3 separate regions of the Mus musculus genome follow, and regions 1 and 3 are each linked to region 2. The links are chromatin contacts, called in public HiChIP or PLAC-seq maps. All regions are on one chromosome and are shown on one strand. The core of a region is the stretch at or near the end of the contact, and the rest is flanking DNA. Distances in the headings are between cores, read along the strand shown. Region 1 overlaps Osbpl3 (oxysterol binding protein-like 3). Region 2 overlaps Gm31226 (a long non-coding RNA gene). Region 3 has its middle 5.4 kb from the start of Gm38806.

Evidence for each region. HiChIP or PLAC-seq counts read pairs in DNA pulled down with a chosen protein or histone mark.
Region 1: a contact with region 2 is called in an HNF4G HiChIP or PLAC-seq map of pancreatic cancer cells. The contact joins two enhancer-like sites. A contact is called at or near these places in 1 of 484 Hi-C or Micro-C datasets (cortical neurons) and 1 of 115 datasets of contacts at active chromatin or transcription factors (pancreatic cancer cells).
Region 3: a contact with region 2 is called in an HNF4G HiChIP or PLAC-seq map of pancreatic cancer cells. The contact joins two enhancer-like sites. A contact is called at or near these places in 1 of 484 Hi-C or Micro-C datasets (cortical neurons) and 1 of 115 datasets of contacts at active chromatin or transcription factors (pancreatic cancer cells).

Annotation. Positions count from the first base shown.
Region 1 is chr6:50,371,310-50,375,107 of GRCm38.p6, reverse strand. All of the region lies in intron 2 of Osbpl3 (oxysterol binding protein-like 3), which reads left to right. Among named protein-coding and RNA genes, the nearest start is that of Gm52900, 8.5 kb to the left of the region's middle. Within about 2 kb of position 1,722, at least 48 of the 459 cell types and tissues checked have an H3K27ac peak or open chromatin away from gene starts, as enhancers often do. A contact at or near this core is called in pancreatic cancer cells, where this site is marked.
Region 2 is chr6:49,654,941-49,659,061 of GRCm38.p6, reverse strand. All of the region lies in intron 2 of Gm31226 (a long non-coding RNA gene), which reads right to left. Among named protein-coding and RNA genes, the nearest start is that of Gm31226, 23 kb to the right of the region's middle. Within about 2 kb of position 2,256, at least 54 of the 459 cell types and tissues checked have an H3K27ac peak or open chromatin away from gene starts, as enhancers often do. A contact at or near this core is called in pancreatic cancer cells, where this site is marked.
Region 3 is chr6:50,544,315-50,548,064 of GRCm38.p6, reverse strand. No RefSeq gene overlaps it. Among named protein-coding and RNA genes, the nearest start is that of Gm38806, 5.4 kb to the right of the region's middle. Within about 2 kb of position 2,229, at least 73 of the 459 cell types and tissues checked have an H3K27ac peak or open chromatin away from gene starts, as enhancers often do. A contact at or near this core is called in pancreatic cancer cells, where this site is marked.

The sequences.
Region 1 (3,798 bases), core at 473-2,972, 720 kb before region 2:
AAACAAAAAAAAAACCCTTCACATTCAGTTATCTGGGAAAGAAGATGGAGATGTTATCTGGGAATGAATAGAGGGAGGTATGTATGCACAACACAGCGTGCACAGGCCTTGGAGAGATCCAGGCCTGGTTTGAACTGATGCTGTCCTACTTCAAGCTGTAGCTTTAAAAAAAAAAATCACAGTTACTGTTTCTTGTTTTGGTGGAGGGTGTTTCCTATGCAAACAGGAACTAGCACTATCTCAGTACTCAATACTCAGTACCTCTCAGGATGCCATGGGACTGAGTTCAGAAAATGGGGTTAAGGTGTTTGGTTTGGGTAGACGAGACAAAGCTGAGCCCCAACCCCTCCTTTCCTGGCTTCTGAAGCCCAAGACTGCTACGCCTCTTACAACTCAAAGAAACTAAAGACCTTTTTCCACAGTTACCATTTCCCCAAATGCACACACCATTGAGGACAGACTATTTGTAGAAATAGTTAAAGCAATGTTCTTCCTCTAGAAGAAGACCGAAAATAAAGCCCTTACGAGTACAAATGTGGAACTCTCATAATCTCTTTGTGCTTCTCCTACCAAAAGACAAGATTCAGGTGTGTTCCAGAGAGACTCTAAGGCTACAGTTACCTCCCTGCCTTGAGCACACTAAAGCTGTGTTTATTTCTTTGTATGCTCGTTTATTTCTTTTTTTTTAAAAAAAAACTTATTTATTTTTATATGTGTACACTGTAGCTGTCTTTAGACACACCAGAAGAAGTTATGGGGTCCCGTTACAGATGGTTGTGAGCCACCATATGGTTGCTGGGAATTGAACTCAGGACTTCTGGAAGAGTAGTCAGTGCTCTTAACCGCTGAGCCATCTCTCCAGCCCTGCTTGTTTATTTCTTAAAACAGTGTCCCTGTATATAGCCCAGGCTGTCCTGAAACTCTCAATCCTCTTGCCTCTGCCTCTAAGTGTAGGATTCTAGGCTTGTGCCACTATAATCAGCTATTCCAATTATGAATTAGGCTTTGGGCCTTGACTTTGCGATCATTACTCTCTGGCTCTGTTGTCTTTACAAGGATGGGCAAGTCATAGAAGATGCTGAGAAGCTGGGCTCATTTCTCCTGAACAAGACTTGTTTCCCTCCTTTAACCGACACCGGGGATGTGACGATTTTCTTATGGTCAGTGCTGTTAAGTTCTATTGTGTGAATGCAGGCCTGCATTTGGATAACTTTGAGTCATGGCCATTGTGTAACGCATTCCCAGGGTGGTTTGTGTGAGCACTGTTTGAGACATGTATCCAATATCCTCGCTCTTCTTCTCCTTTTCCTCTAGACCCATACTTCCATCTCTGGTTGGGAAATGGCAGACATTCCTGTGTTCTCCTTGACTCTATAAGACTCGAGGCATTGCTCCTTTATTCTTTGCTCTGAGAATTAAACACATCTTCTTCCTGTGAACTCCATTTGTCTTTTAGAGGGCAGCAAATCCTGGGGAACAAAATAGCAGTAATTTAGCATTACTAAAGCAGTATATTCATATTCCCAGACTGCTTTACTAATGGTTATGGGGGGAAATCAGGGGGTGGGGGAGGGGGAAAGATGGGTGTGGTGGATGCTAACCCTAAGTGCCAATTCAATGGTTTTAGCCCACAAAGAGCCTACCAATTAGCTCCCTCCAAACTGAGATTGTGAGTCAGAAGATAAAAGCCACCCCTTCCATCAGTTGCCTGGGTTGGGGTCTGGGCTCCTTTGGCAGGGTTTTATAATTCCCATGAGTCATTTTATTACCCAAGGTCCTGTCCCTCCCCCATATTTCACACACACCTTTCCTCCCATGCTCTCCTTTATCAGAACCACTTGCTTAGAAAAACAAAACCTGCCACACATGACAGAAATCCTTTGTTAGTATTCTTAGTCCACTGTGGACATGTTGCCATAGTGATGGCTGTATACACACACACACACACACACACACACACACACATTTGCTCAGTTATTGAGGGTACCATTGGTTTCTTCTCCCCCCACCCTCCCTTCTCAGACAACAGTCAACACTGTTAACTAAACAAACTATTAGTGTCTTTGCAGCTTTTCTTGGCACTTTTAGCTAGTTTAATTTGCTTCTAATTCAGCTATACTTAGTCAGGCCCTGTAAGCAGAGCTAACTTTTTATAAAGAGCCAGTCTTGTTTGTTTTCAGGCTTATTCATTGTTAGAGCCAACTTGTAATGATTCCAGGGATGGAGAGCTGGAGTAACGTGGTGTGCTAGTTTCTTTTCTGTTGCTATGATAAAATACCTCGACCAAGTCAGCTTATAGATGGCAAGCTTTTTATGGGCTTATGGTTCCAGAGGGATGAGTCTATGATGGGGGAGTGTAGGCATGGCTGAAGGAACCGGAAGCTGAGGGTTCACGTCTTCAACCGCAAGCACAAAGGGGAGAGAGGGTGGGGGGAGAGGGAGAGAGAGAGAGAGAGAGAGAGAGAGAGAGAGAGAAAGAGAGAAAGAGAGAGAGAGAAACAGCAAGGAGAGTGAGGTTTGAAGCTCTTTAAGCCCACACCCAGTGACATAAGCCCTTCAGTAAGACCACACCTCCTAAGCCTCCAAAACCAGGGCCACCAAGTGTTCACATGCATGAGCCTGGCAGGAGCTGGTGAGCAGGGAGGAAGGGGGTGGGGGGTCTCCAAGCTATCACTCATGGAACTCGACTTCTATGGCTTATAGATCCCTTAATTTGTTTTCTGAGACTTGGATAGTTCACTACATTGCTTTGATTTTAGCGTACAATATAATCATTTTTAGAGAGCAAAATGCCTAAAAGACATTATAAAAGACTTGAGCATTTAATAATTAATCCCATTTGATATCCTATCTGATTAGTTGGTTTCAGGGCAATCATATAAGCGTTCTTCTTTAAAAATTAAACCATGTGAACACTCTGAGGGGGTTGCAGGATCAATTGAATTTAGTGTGTTTAATAAGGCCTTGGCCTTCTGCACCCCAAGCCAGGCCATCCATTGCCCTTAACCCAAGACTGGGGATGAAGATGGGGCTTCCTGGGATTTCTCCTCTATGCAGTGTGAGGGGCTGTTTCTCCGTGTAAGACTTGCTTTAGCTACAGAAATGGCAGTTGACAGCCTCAATAGCTACTTGGACACGGGGTGGGGTGGGGTGGGGTGGGGTGGGGTGGGGGAGGGGTTACTGTCTAGACCCTAGTCAGTGTTTTTTCCCACTGTACATACTCTGCACCTGGCGTCTGATACGTCAGAGGTGGTGTAATGGCTCTTACTGCTGCACCTGGCCATGGTGGGGGTGGCACACCTATTTCCAGTTCCATGCTTAAAGGGCTAAGATAGTGCCTCCGTCTCGCTATCTGTGTGATCTGGCTAGAGACCTAACTTACTAGAAGCTCTCTGGTCTTCTCTGTAAAACAGAGATAATATCCTCCCATCAGACTGTTAAAGAATGAGACTGTTTGTGGGAATCCTTTTGGCAATCGCTGTTGTAGTATTTGGCAGAGTATCGTGCACCCTACCCATGGATCACTGTTTTGATTACTATTGTGCTACCAGATGTGGGAGAATCTGTTACCCCCACCCCCACCCCCACCCCCTCTCCAGTTTTTGTTATGTCGCATTATAGATGCCTTTAGAAGGAATTAAAAACTTTCTTAGGGTAAGAAACACACTGCTGTTCTCTAAAAACAAAACAAAACAACAAAAAGAGCAAAACCCCCCAAAGAATTAAAAAATCATTAGGATTCCGTTGACCTCATCTTTCGGTCATTCCAACTGTGCATTTTAGTGACATTTAGCAGTT
Region 2 (4,121 bases), core at 1,007-3,506:
CTGACATATAAGAGATGACGTCTCAATGACTTTTACCAAAGACAATACCTTTATAGAAGCCCTCTGGCTAATAAGCGAGAGGAGAACAAATTAAAATATCGTTTGTAATTAGTAAGGAATCACTACTGGAAGCTATAGCCATTGATTTCTAACCTTGAAGCAGACAACCAATCCCCATAATGTATCTTCCTTAGAAACACATGATTCCACCACCTGTGTATGGTGTACGGTCATGTATCCCCCCCAAGTCTGAGCAAATCTGTAATTATGGTATAGAAGAGATACAAGGAACTCAGGAAGACTGAACTCCAACCTGCCAAGTCCAAATTGAGAACTCCGCACCCCGATCAATTCTTCTGTCAGCAATAGCAATAAGTGTGAGAAAGAAATCAGAGATGAAGGGCTGTTCAGGAGATTTAAGTGACTTATCAGCCACCTGCAATGATGGCCCCTGGGGACCCTCTCTGAGGCAACAGCAAGAAGGGAGGTGGAGAGGGGACAGGAGCTGTAGAACGCAGGAGAGAGAAAAGGCTGTTTCTTCAGTAAAATTTACATACTAATTGGGTACATGTCTAGCAAGACTGCCTTTTCCCATCAGAGAAGGAAAAATAGCTGTGAATTCTAAGTGGAGAGGGAGATGACTTTGGAAATGAGACAGCAACATGGAGATCACGGGCACTCTACTATAGAGTGTGCCCGCTTTTAGTCTTAGGGCCCCTCAAGTTTATGCCAAGGGGGAAGGGCTAAGCCATTTCCCATCAAAGCCTGCTACGTCTTCCTGCCCTCTCTCCTGCGTTTCTCATTTCCTTCTTGCTTTCCACGTGAGCTGAGCACCCATTCATCTCTACAGAAAGCGCCCCTGCGCCCTAACATGCATCATGAGTCAAGGTGCAAAGAGCTCTTTTGACTTCGTGAGGAACTTGAACAGGAAATGCTTAATGCACTTACTTAAGGGGCGGTCCCTCTGAGCTGCAAACCTTTTTTTGCAGACATGGAAGGAGACTAAGGTATTAGTTAGCATAAGTATGTGCTTCAGCGTCTCTCCCATTCACTCACCTGAGCAGGTGCAGAGTCCCTTAATCATAACTGTCAAGAAAGGAAAGCTTGCAATTTCTACCATTTAAAGGGGGAAATGACAAAATGGGGGAGGAGGGAGGAGAGGAAGGGAGAGAATTGCATGAAATGGATGTAAATGTATATTGGAAGGCAGGTGGGGAGAAGGTGGAGGGAGGGTGGTGGGAATGGTGAATGAGTTCATCGATTTCCCTGTGATGTGTGAATAGTGAAAACTCCTTTGAATAGAGAAAAATAGGAACATTTGATCTTACAATGGAATGGGAGACTAAAGGCCTTTCAAAATATTCAAAAATGCATCAGATAAATATTTAGAAGGAAATGCTTAGGTTACAGATTGTGTACACTCATCCGTACCTCCTCAGATTCTGAGGGACGGTGGTGTTAGGAGGACTGATCGCTTGTTCCTGAATTTTAGGCTGAGCATGTATATGTCTGCATTTTGGGGAAGCCCAGGGAGGCCTTACTTCTACTGGAAAAAGCAGAATAGAGGGGTTTAGAGACGAGGGCCGCAAGGAAGTTCCTGGAAAGGCACCAACAGGTAAGGAAGAAGGCATGAAGAAAAGGTGGACACAGTGGCAGTCATGGGACATCTGCTCTCCAGGGGCAAGCATCAAGGGGAAACAGCACCATGGCTACTTAAGGCTTTATTCATGCCATGCTGGGGACAATTTCTCTGCACCCTGAGCCCATCTCCTCCAAACTCTGGTAAAATACTTATCATTCAACACACTCGCAGAGCAAGAGAGTGAGAGTCTGAGGATGAGACAAAGCAAGAATAAATGAGGGGGAGGGAGACAGAGTGCAAGAAGCGGACACTGTGAGCAACCTGAAACCCAGGGCGAACTTGGGTGAGTCTGGGATGATGTGAATGGGAGAACAGGCATTTGCAAGGACAGAAGTATTGTGTAAGAACCCGAGAGGAAGAACTGTGAAGACCTTTGCAGTTTCACCGCTGGGGGTTGTGGGGATATGACATGCCAAAGTCCCTTGTCTCCTTGCCCATGGAGGGAAGCAGACTTCTGCAGATAAGTGGGGAGGAGGCCTCTGGTGAGAGATCTGCTCTGTTGGTGCAGACTGGAGAGAGTGCCTGCTAGACTCTTTCAACCCTGGAGGCAGCTGACTGGCTGGTTTGTCAGTTCAGTTTACCAAGGATCAACACCAAAATGACAAAGTCGCAATCAGCATATGAGTCACCAGAGGGCTCTGCAGCTGCCTCTGTGCACTGGGCTTCACTTCCTGTAGTGTGGCAGGGAGGCGTTGATGCATGAGTCATCAAACACCTGAACAATCAGAGCTGAACTAGTCGATGGATAGCACAAGGCACAGCATCAAAATGTACAAAACCAGCATATCTTCGTGTCACCTGTAATAGAAATGTATTACATCGTTTACCCCGGGTAGTACTTACATGGCTGACAGGACACGTAAGCTGTATTACAGCCCAGTTGCATGACTCAGCCTGCCAAAACCTTGTCTGATGCCTTCCATGACCACTAATATGTCCTTAATATTATTTTCTGTAACTTATAATACTAAATCAAATGGAGTGAGTTCTTTAAAGTTTCTATGACTAATGCCCGTATCAAATAATCTATGGAGAAACATAGTCACAAATAATTCAACTACAGTTCAGAAGGAGTCATGCATGCTACAGATAAGAGAACTCGGAGAGAGCAAATAGCAAGCATAACCAATGGGTACTGGCCTGAGACATTAGAAAATAAACCAAATCCCATAGAAAAATCCCATCTAGAGGACAGAGATCTGAACACAATGTATATTTTCCCAAAGAGAGAAAGACAGAGTCAGATACAGGCAGGCAAGCAGGCAGGCAGATACAAAGGCAGGCAGACAGACAGACAGACAGACATATGCATGTGAGTAGGAATAGGGACCCACTGTATAGAAGAGATAATTAATCTACTAAGTGTCTGTACCGTTGCCAAATCTCTGTTAATGTTACAAATGGAGGGGCTGGAGACTCAGCTCGGTGGTTAAGAGCACTGGCTGCTCTTGCAGAAGAGCTAGGTTTGATACCCAGCACCCACATGGAAGTCCATAGCTGTCTGTAGCCCAATTCCAAGGGCCCCATCACCTTCTTCTGGCCTCCTCAAGCACCAGACAGCACCTGCTGCAGAAATACACATGCAGGTATAACACTCATACACATTAAGTTAATTACAATCTAAAAGTTATTAAAGCATTGCAAGCAACACTTCCAACAAAATCAAAGAATACGATGAATCACTAGTTAATTATTTCTTATTATCAAAACAGTAAATGGCTGTACAAATAAGGTCTTTACAGAGATAAAGGAAATTTCTCAGGAAAGGAGAGCAATTTCCTTCTTGAGTATTCTAGAAGATCTTAACCCCATAGGTCCCCATACAAGGGAATCAAAACAACAAGGGATCATCAGCATCAGAGACCAGAGGGAATGTTGTTTAACAATATAAATGCCACAGCTTGGCACCCCAACTTTCGGACAATTATGTTAAGTATTCCTTTTGGCACGGAGGTTAATTGCTCACAGGTTTCAAAACCAGCTGATGTCAATTCAGCTTTCCCTCACTTTCCATGGGAGGATCCCAGTCGGGAGTGACATACCACACAAATGGGAGGAGGGAAGGTAACAGACAGAAGCACCAGGAAATGTTAATATTGTAAATACTAAAATCCATGCCAGTGAAGTGAACAATGACCTGAATGGGCACACACGGGAAGTGTCGAGTCTCAGAAAACTGTACTCTGCAAATAACGGAGTGCAAGTGTTAGAACTCATTTTCTAAAACTTAGCTTTATCGTGGAAGTTCACTGAGGGAGAGGCATCCCTTTCCTTCTTATTCAGATACTATATGATTAGGTTAATAAATACATTTAAAGTCTAGATCATCTTTTAATTCAGCCGCACAAACAGGGACAGTTGGGATTTGATTGTGGAAAGAATGATTCGGTCATTTGAGAAAGCCCTTCCTTTATTTGCTCAGAACATGGTTTTGGCATCCTATTAACATTTCCAAATTGAATGAGCCTGTCTCTTTGTG
Region 3 (3,750 bases), core at 980-3,479, 890 kb before region 2:
GCAAAGTGTCCATACTGTGGTCTTCGTTCTCTTTAGTTTAATGTGTTTAGCAAATTGTCTCTTATATCTTGGGTATCCTAAGTTTCTGGGCTAATATCCACTTATCAGTGAGTACATGTTGTGAGAGTTCCTTTGTGATTGGGTTACCTCACTCAGGATGATGCCCTCCAGGTCCATCCATTTGGCTAGGAATTTCATAAATTCATTCTTTTTAATAGCTGAGTAGTACTCCATTGTGTAAATGTACCACATTTTCTGTATCCATTCCTCTGTTGAGGGGCATCTGGGTTCTTTCCAGCTTCTGGCTATTATAAATAAGGCTGCTATGAACATAGTGGAGCATGTGTCCTTCTTACTGGTTGGGGCATCTTCTGGATATATGCCCAGAAGAGATATTGCTGGATCTTCCGGTAGTACTATGTCCAATTTTCTGAGGAACCGCCAGATTGATTTCCAGAGTGGTTGTACAAGCTTGCAATCAGGAAGGGGATTTTGAACCAAATTGCTTCATAGGTAGCAAGGTCCTCATACCTGTTCTAATCAATAGCAAACTCTTTCTCAAAACCAGCCTATGGCCCACTTCCCTTGGCTAGGACTCTCGGGCACTCTCTCCTAAGCAGCAGCCCATGGAGTTTTGGGGCCTTCTGAGTGACATAATCAACAAAAGCTTTCCTGGAGGTTCCAGCTACTGGTGGTGATTCCCGCTATCTGAAGGGAGAATCGGAAGAGTTGTATGACCGTGTATGATCTTGTATGACTGTGTATGATCTCGAATCCTGTTCAGCAAATCCTGGGTACTTATTCGGGACTTAACATTGAGCAAAGGCATAAATGCCCTGTTGTTTTGTTGTCAGCCATTGTGAGACTGTGGAAGTTGTGATTCTCTCTTTCCTCACAGTTGGTTCCCTGCCTTTGACTGAAAACCCTCCCTTTGTTTGTTTCCCAGTGGTGGTTAGAACTGTGGAAGTTTGGTTTTAGATGATGGCTCACCAGAATGTGTTCTCCCTCCTCTCAGAGTCTTCCAGGGCCACACCTTTACGTAACCAAGTGACTCGTGCCATCCTGATTCGGCCTGTGTGTGCTATATTTGCCTTATATCTTTCCATAGATTCTAAGCAAGCCAGTACACTGCATACTTCACACAGGTTATCTCACTTAGTCCTCCTAACAGCCCTACCAGTTAGGTATTGGTACTGTTTTACAGCTTGGAAATCAGAGCTTGAGAAGGTAAATAGTGGCCAGGTTTGTAGAGTATGGGCACAGAGGCTTAAGGCTGATGTTGGTGTCCATGGATTTTGGACCCATCTCCGATGAGTCATTCCCAGCTTCGTGGAGGACACATATCACTTGGGGAACACATAAGAGTAAAATCTGTGCCTACCTCTTGTCCACTGCCTCCTGCAGTGCCTATTTTGTCTAAGGCAAGTGACTAACTGGGTTCTCTCTGGTTACATAAGCCATCAACATCCATAACATATATTTTATAATAATTTATTTTTTATTCACTTTATATCCCAATCACAGCTCCCCTCCTCTCTTTTCAGTCTCACTCTTACAAATCCCTCCCCCCATTGCTTCTTACCCCTTTCCTCAGAGATGGGGAGCCCCCCTTGGGTACCACTCTACCCTGGGACATCCAGTCCCAGCAGGACTAGGCACATCCTCTCCCAATGAGGCCCAACGGGGCAGCCCAGGTAGGGGAAGGGGATCCAATGGCAGGGAACAGAGACGGAGACTCCCCCCACTGCACTTGTTAGGGGGCCCATATGAAGACCAAGCTGAACATTTGCTACGAATGTGTGGGATGGTCTAGGCCAAGCCCCTGCCTGCTCCCTGGCTAGTGACAGTCTCTGTGAGTCCACATGGTCCCAGGTTAGTTGACTCTGTAGGTCTTCTCCAGCAGCATATTTTTAAAGGTGTATTTTATTTTTTACATTATGTGTGTGAGTTGCACGGGAGCAGGGGGCTGCACATGGTTGCAGGTGTCTGTGGAATCCAGAGACATTCGGTCCTCCTTGGAAATCTATAAAGTATATTTAACCTTAGACCATTATCATAATGCATAAGGACCTGGGCACTCCAGAAGGAATAAACAAAGAAAGGTCAAGTGTTGGAGAGAGTAAGGTTAAAGAAAAAAGAGAATTTTGTGGGTTTGTCACCCGGAAGCTGGATATCTGAACACGTGATTCTGAGGGTGACAGTAACCTTTGGAAACTAGAGGCCAAATCCCCACCCTTCCGGTAACAGTAACAGTGCTTGGTTCTCTGTGGTCACACGGGGTGAAGACTGACAGACGTGTTTGACTTAATGCTCTACGATGTCTTTGCAAAGTAACTGATTAAAAAAAAAAACTAATAAAATGAAAATTGAAATCTCAAAACAAAACAAAAATCCCTTGGAAGTCATAGAAAGCCCCTGTGCTTGGCCTCCTAGTGAACACAAGAGGGCGCTAGGCTCACATGATTCACTGGCTGCCTATGAACACACTAGACACATTACTTAAAAGGCATTTCTTAAACGTTGCACGTGCTGAACCAACAGATTGCTTCACACTGTAATCTCCACCCCTTGTGTAGTAACTGTCATCTCAGTTAATTTTATGGGTCTCAAAGGCTTGCCCGTCCATAGAATGAGGAATTATATACCTAAAAACAAAACCCAGAAGTTTTGTCAGGTATGAGGATCTGAAAGAAGAGTTGCAAAAGCAACTTTTTTCTGGTGAAACCTCCCAACAGCTTAAGAGGAAGGGGCTTTGGCGAAGATTTCAAGTGTTATAATTCTGTAGGACACACGCTGTCTGAGCTGGACATCGCTAACCCTTCTAACTCCCCAGCTGGTTCCAGACTCACAAAGCTCACTCCCATGATTCCTCAGCTTCTCACGGGGGCGGGGCTGTCTGTGTCAATGTCAAGGAGCATTGGGGGGGGGGGGGGGTCTAACTAATAATTCTGTTTTTTTGTGGTACAATAAAGAAGAAAATCGGATAAATAAACACATGGTGGTAGCTACAGTTCTTATTTTAGGAAAGTTATTAGACAGAGGAGTGTTACATACCATTCAGATTTTACATCGTTATCTGGAGAAGGCATTAAAATGAAAAGGGTAGAGCTGGGGAACAATGGAAATTAGGGTTTTGCCATGAGTTTGAGACGGGGGTTGTTTGTAGGAGTGGACACTGGCAATGAAGGACAGACAGGCCTGATTTGTTACACAGGAAGGATCAGAGATGAAGATGCTGGGTTAGGACCCACTGGCAAGGAGAACTTTGACATGGATGTACTCACTAAGAATAGAACATTAGTACTCTTCTAGTTGCTATGACAGGACACCTGACAAAAGCATCTTAAGGAAGGTGGGGTTTACAGTTTGAGGGCACAGTATATTCCAGCAGCGGCGGGGTGGGGGGCCAGTTGCTTGCATGGTACCTGGAGTCAGGAAGCAGCGATGGATGGGGGCACTCACCTTGCTTTCCCCAACCCCTGGTAGAATGGCACACACATCTAGGGTGGGTCTTCCCTCCTTGGTCAACCCCATCCTCACGGAATCACAGACTCACCTAGGATCTTGTCTCTTCAGTGGCTCAAGATCGTGTCAACTTGACAGTGAGTGTTAACCATCAGATGAGGTCAGCATAGAGAAAGAAGGTTTGAGGGACAGCCTTACGGGCCTAGAAAGTCTCAAGAGGGACAGGTGTATCCGATACCACACCACTGTCTAGGGAAGACAGCAATCCTAGTGTTACATACTGCA